Regions from separate parts of the Mus musculus genome. Here all the other regions are linked to region 2. Evidence: chromatin contacts called from public HiChIP or PLAC-seq data. All regions are on one chromosome and are shown on one strand. The core of a region is the stretch at or near the end of the contact, and the rest is flanking DNA. Distances in the headings are between cores, read along the strand shown.

The links. HiChIP or PLAC-seq counts read pairs in DNA pulled down with a chosen protein or histone mark.
Region 1: a contact with region 2 is called in an H3K27ac HiChIP or PLAC-seq map of embryonic stem cells, with 9 read pairs. The contact joins the enhancer-like site here to the promoter of Tmem222 in region 2. A contact is called at or near these places in 1 of 39 promoter capture datasets (macrophages), 1 of 15 datasets of contacts at CTCF or cohesin (CD8 T cells), 6 of 115 datasets of contacts at active chromatin or transcription factors (CD8 T cells, bone marrow-derived macrophages, double positive thymocytes and 2 more) and 4 of 9 other capture datasets (adipose tissue, embryonic stem cells, liver and 1 more).
Region 3: an H3K4me3 HiChIP or PLAC-seq map of bone marrow-derived macrophages shows a contact between it and region 2, with 2.7 times the contacts expected there. The contact joins the enhancer-like site here to the promoter of Tmem222 in region 2. A contact is called at or near these places in 2 of 39 promoter capture datasets (embryonic stem cells and macrophages), 1 of 15 datasets of contacts at CTCF or cohesin (the NIH/3T3 cell line), 7 of 115 datasets of contacts at active chromatin or transcription factors (the 230-238 cell line, bone marrow-derived macrophages, effector CD8 T cells and 2 more) and 1 of 9 other capture datasets (adipose tissue).

Annotation. Positions count from the first base shown.
Region 1 is chr4:133,183,704-133,186,927 of GRCm38.p6, forward strand. It overlaps Wasf2 (WAS protein family, member 2), which reads left to right. Exons shown (of 9, transcript NM_153423.6): 3 at 1,266-1,400; 4 at 1,896-2,049. Among named protein-coding and RNA genes, the nearest start is that of Mir7017, 10 kb to the right of the region's middle. Within about 2 kb of position 1,763, at least 193 of the 459 cell types and tissues checked have an H3K27ac peak or open chromatin away from gene starts, as enhancers often do. A contact at or near this core is called in CD8 T cells, adipose tissue, bone marrow-derived macrophages and 5 more, where this site is marked.
Region 2 is chr4:133,276,539-133,279,837 of GRCm38.p6, forward strand. Tmem222 (transmembrane protein 222) reads right to left here and starts at 1,252. Exons shown (of 6, transcript NM_025667.3): 1 at 993-1,252. The coding sequence starts at 1,186.
Region 3 is chr4:133,400,908-133,403,900 of GRCm38.p6, forward strand. All of the region lies in intron 1 of Slc9a1 (solute carrier family 9 (sodium/hydrogen exchanger), member 1), which reads left to right. Among named protein-coding and RNA genes, the nearest start is that of 1700091J24Rik, 32 kb to the right of the region's middle. Within about 2 kb of position 1,379, at least 16 of the 459 cell types and tissues checked have an H3K27ac peak or open chromatin away from gene starts, as enhancers often do. A contact at or near this core is called in bone marrow-derived macrophages, where this site is marked.

The DNA of each region.
Region 1 (3,224 bases), core at 513-3,012, 92 kb before region 2:
TCCCATGCATAATCCTGCGTTATTTCTTTGCTTTTGTTTCCAAACACAATTTTTCTTTACCTGGTGGAGCAGGAGCACTGCTGTATTATCAACATATCAAACAGGACCTTCTGCCTGCAGCAGAGCAGGGACGCAGCATGTTGGCCTCTGAGTCCTTTGAGCTCAGGAATGCCTCTTGACTGTTGCTGCATGGAAGCGTGCAGTATGCAGAATTGGGAGCTCCTCCTTGATTTATTAAATGCACCAGGAGCTCCCAGTGCACAAGTTAACTGCAGTTTACCCCGAGGGTGTGGTTTTGCCCTTCCAGGCTAGGTTAGCCTAATTCCCCCTTAAATATGTACTAAGCTTAGAAGCTAAAGGAAAAAAAAATGAGACCTTACTTTAACTAGGTCTCAAACTCTCGTCAGGTTGGGCAGTCGTTTACGGCTGCCTTCCCTTTGTGCGTGAGCATCCGAGGTGTGGAGACTTACTCCTCATACCTCTCCCATCCCTTGCGGCTCAGAATAACAGTGTGGAGGTATTTATTCCACATGGCGGTTTCTTTGGCTACAAATTCTCCTTGCATTCAGGGTTGAAAGTACAGAACTCTTTTCTTATTCTAAAAAGTGAGACCTTGTGGAAAAAGACCAGTGGTGTCTTGTTTTTCAGGGAGGGCTTGAATATCTCAGCTTTTCGCTTGTTCCCTGGGGTGTGGATTTGAAGGATTGTAACCTGGAGCAAAGACTTTGAAAGCTGTGGGTTAGAGAATGTAAGGTGACCTTTTCACCCTTAGAAGAAATTTGGCATCTCTGTGTGGGGTGGGAAAATTCAGGCCCCTTAGAGATACCCACATCTTGGTTTTCAGTGGGCTTTTGAAATTCAACTGAGGACGTAATTTAGTGTATTAAGCATGGACGCCTAGTTGTTGCTCTAACTTTCAGGCTGCTCTCAGAGCCGTTTTACAAGGTGCTTTACAGAACAGGAGGGTGAGAGCCAAGGACAAATGTTTGCATACACTGGCTGCTTTTCCGGGACTAACTTGTTGACATTGCACCTTTCGATTTTGTTGAACCTGCTTTTAATTTCATGTTTGTTCAGAATTTGCCAAAGAGGTTCTATTAGTTATGGACTATATAAGCACAGAGTGACCAGGCTATGGAAACTGTCTCTTTCTCCAAGAACAAGCATGTGTGTGTGTGTGTTTGGGGTACGATATACTCTTTAGTCTTTGGGCTGGTTCCTCTCACTCCTGTGCACTAGTGACTTGCTCTGTTTGCCCTTTCTAGGTAAGTATGCAGAGGACATTTTCGGAGAGATTTGTACTCAGGCAAGTGCCTTTGCCTCCCGAGTAAACTCCCTTGCTGAGCGGGTTGACCGAGTACAAGTTAAAGTCACTCAGCTGGATCCCAAGGAAGAAGAAGGTAAGGAGGCTTAGCCAGAGCTGCAGGCTCTGCCGAGGAGTGCCTCAGAATCCTGCCCTGGTTTGTTACAAAGCAAGAGGAGAGATCAGAGAGACTGATATACGTCTACTTGGAAGCGACATAAGCCTAGGTGGTGTAAAGAAACCTTTTTCCCTTTACCACACAGCACACTGCCATCCCCCCAGTCCCCTTGTTCTCACGTTTCCTTTCCCTCAGTGGTATTTTGCTACCATAAAAGTACTTGGAAGACTCATTTCACCCATGGAGAGGCCTGCAAGATCTGGCCACATAGTAAACCTTTGTGTTGCTTCATCTGTTCAGTCATGAAATGGCTGGGCTGCTGACAGCCTCGTGGGGCTTCCCCAGAGGGGGAAGGGAAAAAAAACCTGGCTGCCAAGAAAGGCAGCAGCTGAGGCGTCTCCGACGGTGTGACTCAGTGTTTGCTCAAATAGCCTGCCGTCCATTTTCTAACGCCTTCCATCTTCCTTCTCTCAGTGTCACTACAAGGAATCAACACTCGGAAGGCCTTCAGAAGTTCTACCACCCAAGACCAGAAGCTCTTTGACAGGAACTCTCTCCCGGTGCCCGTCTTAGAGACCTATAACAGCTGTGACGCTCCTCCCCCTCTTAACAATCTCAGTCCTTACAGGTAACCGTGCGCTCGCTCTCTCTCTCTCTCTCTCTCTCTCTCTCTCTCTCTCTCTCTCTGTGTGTGTGATTAAAAACTGCATTGTCTAAAATCTCTAAAGATAATATCTGTATCAGAGAGAGAATACTGTTGAACTCCCTGCCCACCCCAGCAGAGACCGTTAGCTCATTCTTGTCTGGTCTCTGACGGACATGCCGCGTCTCCTATGTACTGAAAGTTTGCTGTACCATTGATGCTGCAAAGTTTAACTTGGGAAAAGTAAGTCCATCTGGATTCCATCCAAGGAATTTAGTTATTACAGAAGCAAGAGGACTTGTTAGCAGGCAGTCCTGCACACGGATTCCCAGGGGCCACATTCTAACCGGCTTTCCACTTTCTCAGAAAACTCTAAATTACCAGATGTTTGGGCAAGTTAATGGGACCAGCCTCATACTGGCTGCTGGGGAGGGGGGGATCACAGTGTGGGGAGTATTGGTGTCCTTCCACGTGAGTGCCGGTCCCTTCATTTTGAACACCCTTTGGATGGTTTCTTCTGTAAGGACCAGCCCTGGTGTAGGTAGACATGGGAAAGGAAGATGGTAGGTTTAAAGACAACCTAGAGTCCTCCCCTCTGGCGATTTGCTAATGTCATCTTGAACAGACCAACTGAGCAGAAGTAGAAAGGGAATATTTATCTTGCTTGTATCCATAAAAAGTAGTTACAGGTAGCTAGACGTGGGTGCTGGCGGTCAGGCATGGGTACACTGAAAAGCAGAGTGTGTGTGTGTGTGTGTGTGTGTGTGTGTGTGTGTGTGTGTGTACCTCTTGAATTCAAGGACACTGGTCTGTCCCTCGAGCCCCAAATAGGAGCTTGGTAGCGTCTCACAGAGATCAAGAAGAATATCTGCCCTTGGTCCTAGTAAAGGATATGGAGTCTTGCTTGCCCCAGGGCTGTCACTCTTTAGTCTGATTGAGTTTGGGGATAGTGTGTGATAGAAAGGGTTGACATACCTCATAGTACTGAAAACGATATGAGACAGTGTTTGTATGGTGGGATAGGATTGACAAATAATATTGAGATGTTTCATCTTTCTGGAAACTGTATTATTTTTTTTTTTTGATACTAATACTGCCAGAATTAGTATCTCCTTCCTCTCAGTTATCTGGACTTGGCCTAACAGAAACAAGCAGTGGTT
Region 2 (3,299 bases), core at 2-2,501:
ATATTCCTTCTCCACACAACTTGGCTCTGTTTGTTTGTTTGTTTGAGATTGGGGCTCACTATACATGCCTGGCTGGCCTGGAACTCCTACCATATAATTCAGGCTGCCCTCCAACTCACAGACATCTGCTTGCCTCTGCCTCCAAGTGCTATGGTTAAAAGTATGGATCCCCGTGCCTGGTAGCTGATTTTGATAGAAGGAAAGAAAAGAGTACCTCCTCAGGTGAGAGGTAGGATGCCACAGCTGAAAGATGAGTTATATATAGTCAGTGAACTAACTGGCTTCTGAATATCTTCTTGCTGGGATAGTCAACGGACCAAGACGATGTTACAAAGGAACTCAGCTTCCCCATGGGGGAAGGGGATTTCTACTACAGAAAATAAAGCTTGTAAACTGTCCAGACTGTTAGGATTAAGGTAGGAGGGTTGTAAGCTGCATTCTTCCACTGGGAGGCAGATACCTAGGTCGCTGAGACTGCTTTGTAACTCAAATGATGTAGGGGGAAAAACGCCAGCACGGACCTCCCAATGCTGACATTCCACGAACCAGTGTGGCTTCGATCAAACACTCAGTTCTGTTTCTAAAGGCGAAACGTCTTGTGCATAACAGACGACAAGTACGCGCTCGTTTGCTCAATGAGTGAAAAAACAAAAACAAAAACCAACGGGGAATGAATGACGATGCCTCTTCAGACAATGATTAAGGGTCTTTTCTGTACGCCTGCAGCTTAAGGGCGTGCTAATGACCAGATCTTTGCTGCTGATCTACACTTCTCCTCCTCTCCAGTTAGACCTGGGGGAACCAGGGCCGGAACTATGCCCCACATCCAAGGGGACCGCGCACCTCATAGGTGACGAGAGCTCTAGGGGACTGGGGGCTAGCCTGGCCCGGAGTACGGGTTGCTGCAAGTCTGGGGAAAAAAAAGCTAGCATGGCACCCCGGAGGATGCTCGGGCCCTCGGCGACTTCGCGCTGACATCGGAAGACACTCACGTGAGCACCGGGATGGGTGTCCACACCACGCAGTAGGGGAAGCGGCTCCGCTCCACGTCCATGACAACGCCACCGGACCCGTGGTACTGCTTCATGTCCGTCTCGGCCCCCGTCGGCGTTTCTACTTCCGCCATCCGAGGAGGGGGCGGCGGCGGCTGTAACAGAAGCGGAGAACTCCCTTCCGCTTCCGCCATCCCGCGCGCGTCCCGCTCGGGAAGGCCGACCGCGCCGCCGCTCGCCCCTGTGTCATCACTTCCGGGAGGCGGAGTGTCCTCTCGGTCGATCTTCCCCCGGGGAATTGGAGCCTTGTCCTTCTGGGCCCGGCTAGTTTAGCCTCTTTCCCGTGTTTGTAGCGGAGCATTTCCGTGGACCTCAGGAAGCTCTCAGTCGAGCCCCGGGAACCCACAACCAACCGCGGTTCCGCATGCCGGCACGTGGTGCAGGCACTCTTTATTGATCACTTCTTAGGTGCCAAGCATGTGATATTCATTGGTACTACTGTCTATAAACTGATTAGACGTGCAAATTTAGTTGTTTCCCCCAGAAAACAAATCAGAGACAAAGGCTCTTAGAAATGAAGTGAGCAACGATTCAAACGCAAGTCTTTGTAGATTTCCTTTGTCCTTTTTAGTCTGTGGCATGAGTTACATAATAGTCTGTTACGTGATGGTGTAAAAAGGGAGGTCAAACTAAAATCTTGGTGTGTATGGGAGACACGTACACTTGGTGTGTATGGGAGGGAGCAGCCTTGGGCCTGGGGAGAGCACGGATGCAGAAGTGCCAAGACAGGAAACTTGAGGTCACTATGTGCAGTAGAGAATATCATCCAAGACTTATCTAAATCTCTTTATTGTTCGTGTTTTGGGGCACATGTTTGTTTTTGTTTTGAAACAGGGTCTCACTATGTAGCCCTGTCTGTCACTATGTAGACCAGGCTGACATTGAACTCTTAACTCTGCCTCCCAAGTGCTGGGATTTAAAAGGGTACATCACTAAGCCAGGTCCTTTTTTGCTTTATAGAAAACTCGGCAGTTAGCACTTGTCTAAGATCACACTCAAGAACACAAAGTGGCCAGGCTCCAGTCTTGGAATCTTTTGATTTTTCAGAGGGATAATCAGAGAGACATGGAAGTGGAATGTTATGCGGTGAGGAGTGGGTGGGATGGGTTTGGAAGACAAGAAGGGAACCAGGCTATAGGAAGGTGTAAGAAAAATGAGGCAGAAAGGCAAACAGATTGTTTCAACAGGCTGAGACTGAGACTGTTTTATTGGAACAGCGGGCTGGAGGAGATATATATATGTTACAGCTCCTCTTTGTGTGTGTGTGTGTGTGTGTGTATGGTTTGACTGGGACCAGAGTGGGGGTTGTTTTCCATACTCAGGCATATTGTTTCTGCAGGTGAAGCAGACCTGTCAGATAGGGGCTAAGCACTTCATTCTGGCTAGAAGCTATGGCTTAGTACAGCTAGATTCAATTCCTCATCACCTAAGACTATTAGCCAACAGAAGGTGTGGACAAATGTTTAGGGAAGGCAAAAGCTATGCTTTTGAGAAGGTTTGCTTCCATGAAATGAGTCTCCTTTAATAGTAACTTGCCAAAAGCCTGCGGTCCTGATAATTTTTTTTTGTTTGTTTTTGTTTTTGGTTGGTTGGTTGGTTTTTCGAGACAGAGTTTCTGTGTAGCCCTGGCTGTCCTGGAACTCACTCTGTAGACCAGGCTGGCCTCGAACTCAGAAATTCGCCCTGCCTCTGCCTCCCATGCCTCCCAAGTGCTGGGATTAAAGGTGTGGGCCACCATACCCGGCGATCCTGATACTTAAATGCATTAAAAAAGAAAAAAATCTGGGGGGGAGGGTATAGGGGACTTTTGGGATAGCATTGGAAATGTAATTGAGGAAAATACGTAATAAATAAAAAAAAAAAGAAAAAGAAAAAAATCTGTACTGTGGAAAATCCAAAGGTCTTGACTACATCATACATCAGGTAGTGCAGTTGCTACTACTGCAGAGCAGAGCAGACCCTCTGAGAACTATGCACCTAGCGAATGTTTTCTAAATGTTTCTCGACTTTAAATATCTTTTAAACATCTCACTAGTATCCTAGCCGAAGCTAATTCTAGTCCACTCAAAATTCTTTGAGCATTTTTTGTACCTCTTTCATGAATGACCCCATGTAGTATGACCCCTGAAGGGCAGCAATCAGCCACCAGGACAATTCGGAATAGATTAAGGGTCCTTTAAATAATTGTCAGATGAGTAAATCACATTAGTTCTTGACCCAATTGCAGTAATTGTCTAAATTCTTCTG
Region 3 (2,993 bases), core at 129-2,628, 120 kb after region 2:
ACTATGGAGCCCAGACTGGCCTCAATTTCATGTTTCCAAATGGCTTACAGACACACACCATCACACAGTCATTTTATGATCTTTAAAAAAATTTTTAAATTACATTAAATTGGGGGGTGGTGGGGCATGAGTGCTGTGGTGCATGTGTAGGGGTCAAAGGGCAACTTTTGGGAATTGGCTCTTACCTCTCACTTGGTAGGAACCAGGGATAGAGCTTGGGTAGTTGGGCCTCCCAGCAACTGACTTAGCCTGAGCCACATTGGCAGTGGCCTGTTCTAGGTCTCTTTCTAACTGAGGATAATAATCGCACTATTGCGTTAGCTTCCCTGAGACAACCAAGTGCTTTGCAGTAACGTGCTTAGTGTCTGCTCCAGAGGGGTACTTAACCATTTATGCATAGCTTTATTTCAAGATACTTTGTTTTTGGTTTTATTTCTGTGTGTGAGTGTGTGAGTGTGTGTGTGTGTGTGTGTGTGTGTGTGTGTGTGTGTGTGTGTGTGTGTGTGTGTGTGTGTGTGTGTATGCGTATGTATAATACTTGAGGAGGCTGGAAGGCGTGAGATTTCCCTAAAGCTGGGATTAAAGGGGGTTGTGAGCCGCCTAATGTGAGTGCTAGAAGCTCAAATTGGGATCCCCTGACAGAGCAGAGCAGCAAGTGGTTTTTGTTGTTGCTGTTGTTGTTTTGTTTTGTTACTCCACAAGGTCTCAGTATGTAGTGTTGCCTGGAATTCACTTTGTAGACTAGGATAGCTTTGAACTCAGAGATCCACCTGCCTCTTCCTCTTGAATGCTGGGGTTGAAAGTATATACCTGTTCACCTGGCTGGGTTTTTTTTTTTAAGTAAATATTTATTTTATGTCTAAATGAGTGGGTATGCCGTGTGTGTCTACACTGTATACATGAAGGTGCCTACACCTGTCAGAAGAGGGGATTGAATCCCTTGGAGCTGAAATTTCCTGAAATGGGTTCTGGGAACCAAACCCAGGTCCTCTGCAAGAGGAACAAGTCTTCTCAACTGCTGAGCCATCTTTCCAGCCCCTTTTACATAATTTTAAAACTTAAATTTACTGTTTTAACTAATGCATGAAAAACTGGGACTCTGTAGTGGAGAGTTTGCATAGCGCACTAGAAGGTGCTGGACTCTATTCTCACACTTGAAAATAAAACAGAGCATAGCAAGAGAAGCTGAAAGGTTTTAAAGTCTCCAAGTAAACTCAGCGCTGGGGCTGGGCTGCTGTGTCAGCAGAGACTGACAGGAAGATAGCACGCACAGTTTTAAATTATCACGGGCCTGCTTAAAGTCGCCACAGCCGCCCCTGGAAGGAAATCGGTGTGTATCACGCGGTCCCCGACCAGCCCTGAGCCTCGGGAGCTTACTGAGCTGTCCCCACAGCCCCTGCTCTCTGTTCCAGGTACCGAGCCTGCTGGCTGCCGAAGCCTCCTGCAGTCCTGCACTGAAGAACCATCTCCTCCCTCCAAGCTGCTTTTTTTTTTCTTTTTTCTTTTTCTAAGATTTATTTATTTTATATATATGAGTATACTGTAGAGTTGTATTGATGGTTGAGAGCCATCATGTGGTTGCTGAGTAGTTCTGTTTCTTCTACAGGCAGTGTTTACTGCTGTCCTGGTCGCTGTCCTTCCTTCTCCCTGACACCTGCCCCACTGCAGGGGAACTCATTGCCTGTGACTTTACAGAGAGCTCTGGTGACTGGAGGCCCCAGGACAGCAGAAGCCTACACACACACACACACACACACACACACACACAGAGTTTGGGAAGAAGGTCCGCAGTGCCAGCCTGTGTCTTTTTCCCTTCCTGCTTCATTTCCAGTCCGGCAGCAAGCCTTAGAAGCCGCAGAAGGCTTCAGGTCATTGCTCTCTGCTTCTTTGTTCCTAAGTATGACCTTTAGGAAGCTCCCATGATCCCCTCAACCGTGTTTTCCTGAGTATCATCTGTTTAGGGTTCAGGGCTGTGCTGGGATGCCTGGCAGTAATGTAGAACACCTAGTACAGTTTGAAGTAACAGTAGATTCAATCTGGAGTGTGCAGGGAGGGCTTCCTAGAGTAGGTGACTGGGTTTTGGGAGGTAGGTAGAAGTTCAAGATGGAGCAAAGTTCTTCACTGTATATACAGAAGCAGGACTGGGAAACTTCTGGCAGCTGGAAAGAGGGATTGGTGGAGGTAGATGAGTAAAGACAAGAAAAAACAAAGGTTCCTTTAATCCCATCAAGTAGGAGGCCAAAAGAGGAGGCAGGAGGATTGCTGTGAGTTTGAGGCCAGCCTGGGTCACTTAGCTAACCCCTGTTTTTAAAACAAATGAAAAAACAAAAACAAAAAACAAAAAAACAACTCCTATAAACCATAAGAAGGTACACACACACACACACACACACACACTCACTCCTTGGGCACAGTTCTCTGCATCTAGAACAGCCTCTCCCACCCGGCCTCCCAGAGACAAATCCTGTCTTCACTGTGGGTTCCTCCAGGCTGCTGGCCCTCTCCCACTTGCCGTGGCCCATCTATTTGTTCCAAGGTTTTATCAGCTGCCTCTGCCACATCACGGTGTAAAGGTGCTTCAGTGTCTGGCCCACGGATTTTCACCTGACGAGACACAGAAACAGGTCCATCTGTAATGTGCCCCACAAGTGGGGAAGCCTCAAGACAACAGGGCCCGTGGTTATTAGAGGGCAGAGCCAGGCCTGGAACTGCCTCTGGGCTCCCTGGCTCAGCCTTCTCCTTCCTGGCCCAGAGAGGCCAGCATCACCAGCATGATTTCAGGTAGATCTGCAGCTGTTCTGTTATGTAGACTTTATTCCTGGAGCTGGGACCTTATGTGTCCTCCTTCCCCCACAACCTAGAAAGACTCTGACGTATGGATTCAAACAAGAGACAGCTGCTGTATGGAACTGCTGGGGAGAAGCACAGAGAAACTGGCTTTTCTGGGCACAGGGGTGGTTCCTGCCCAGGTACTGGGAGCAGATTTATTTCTG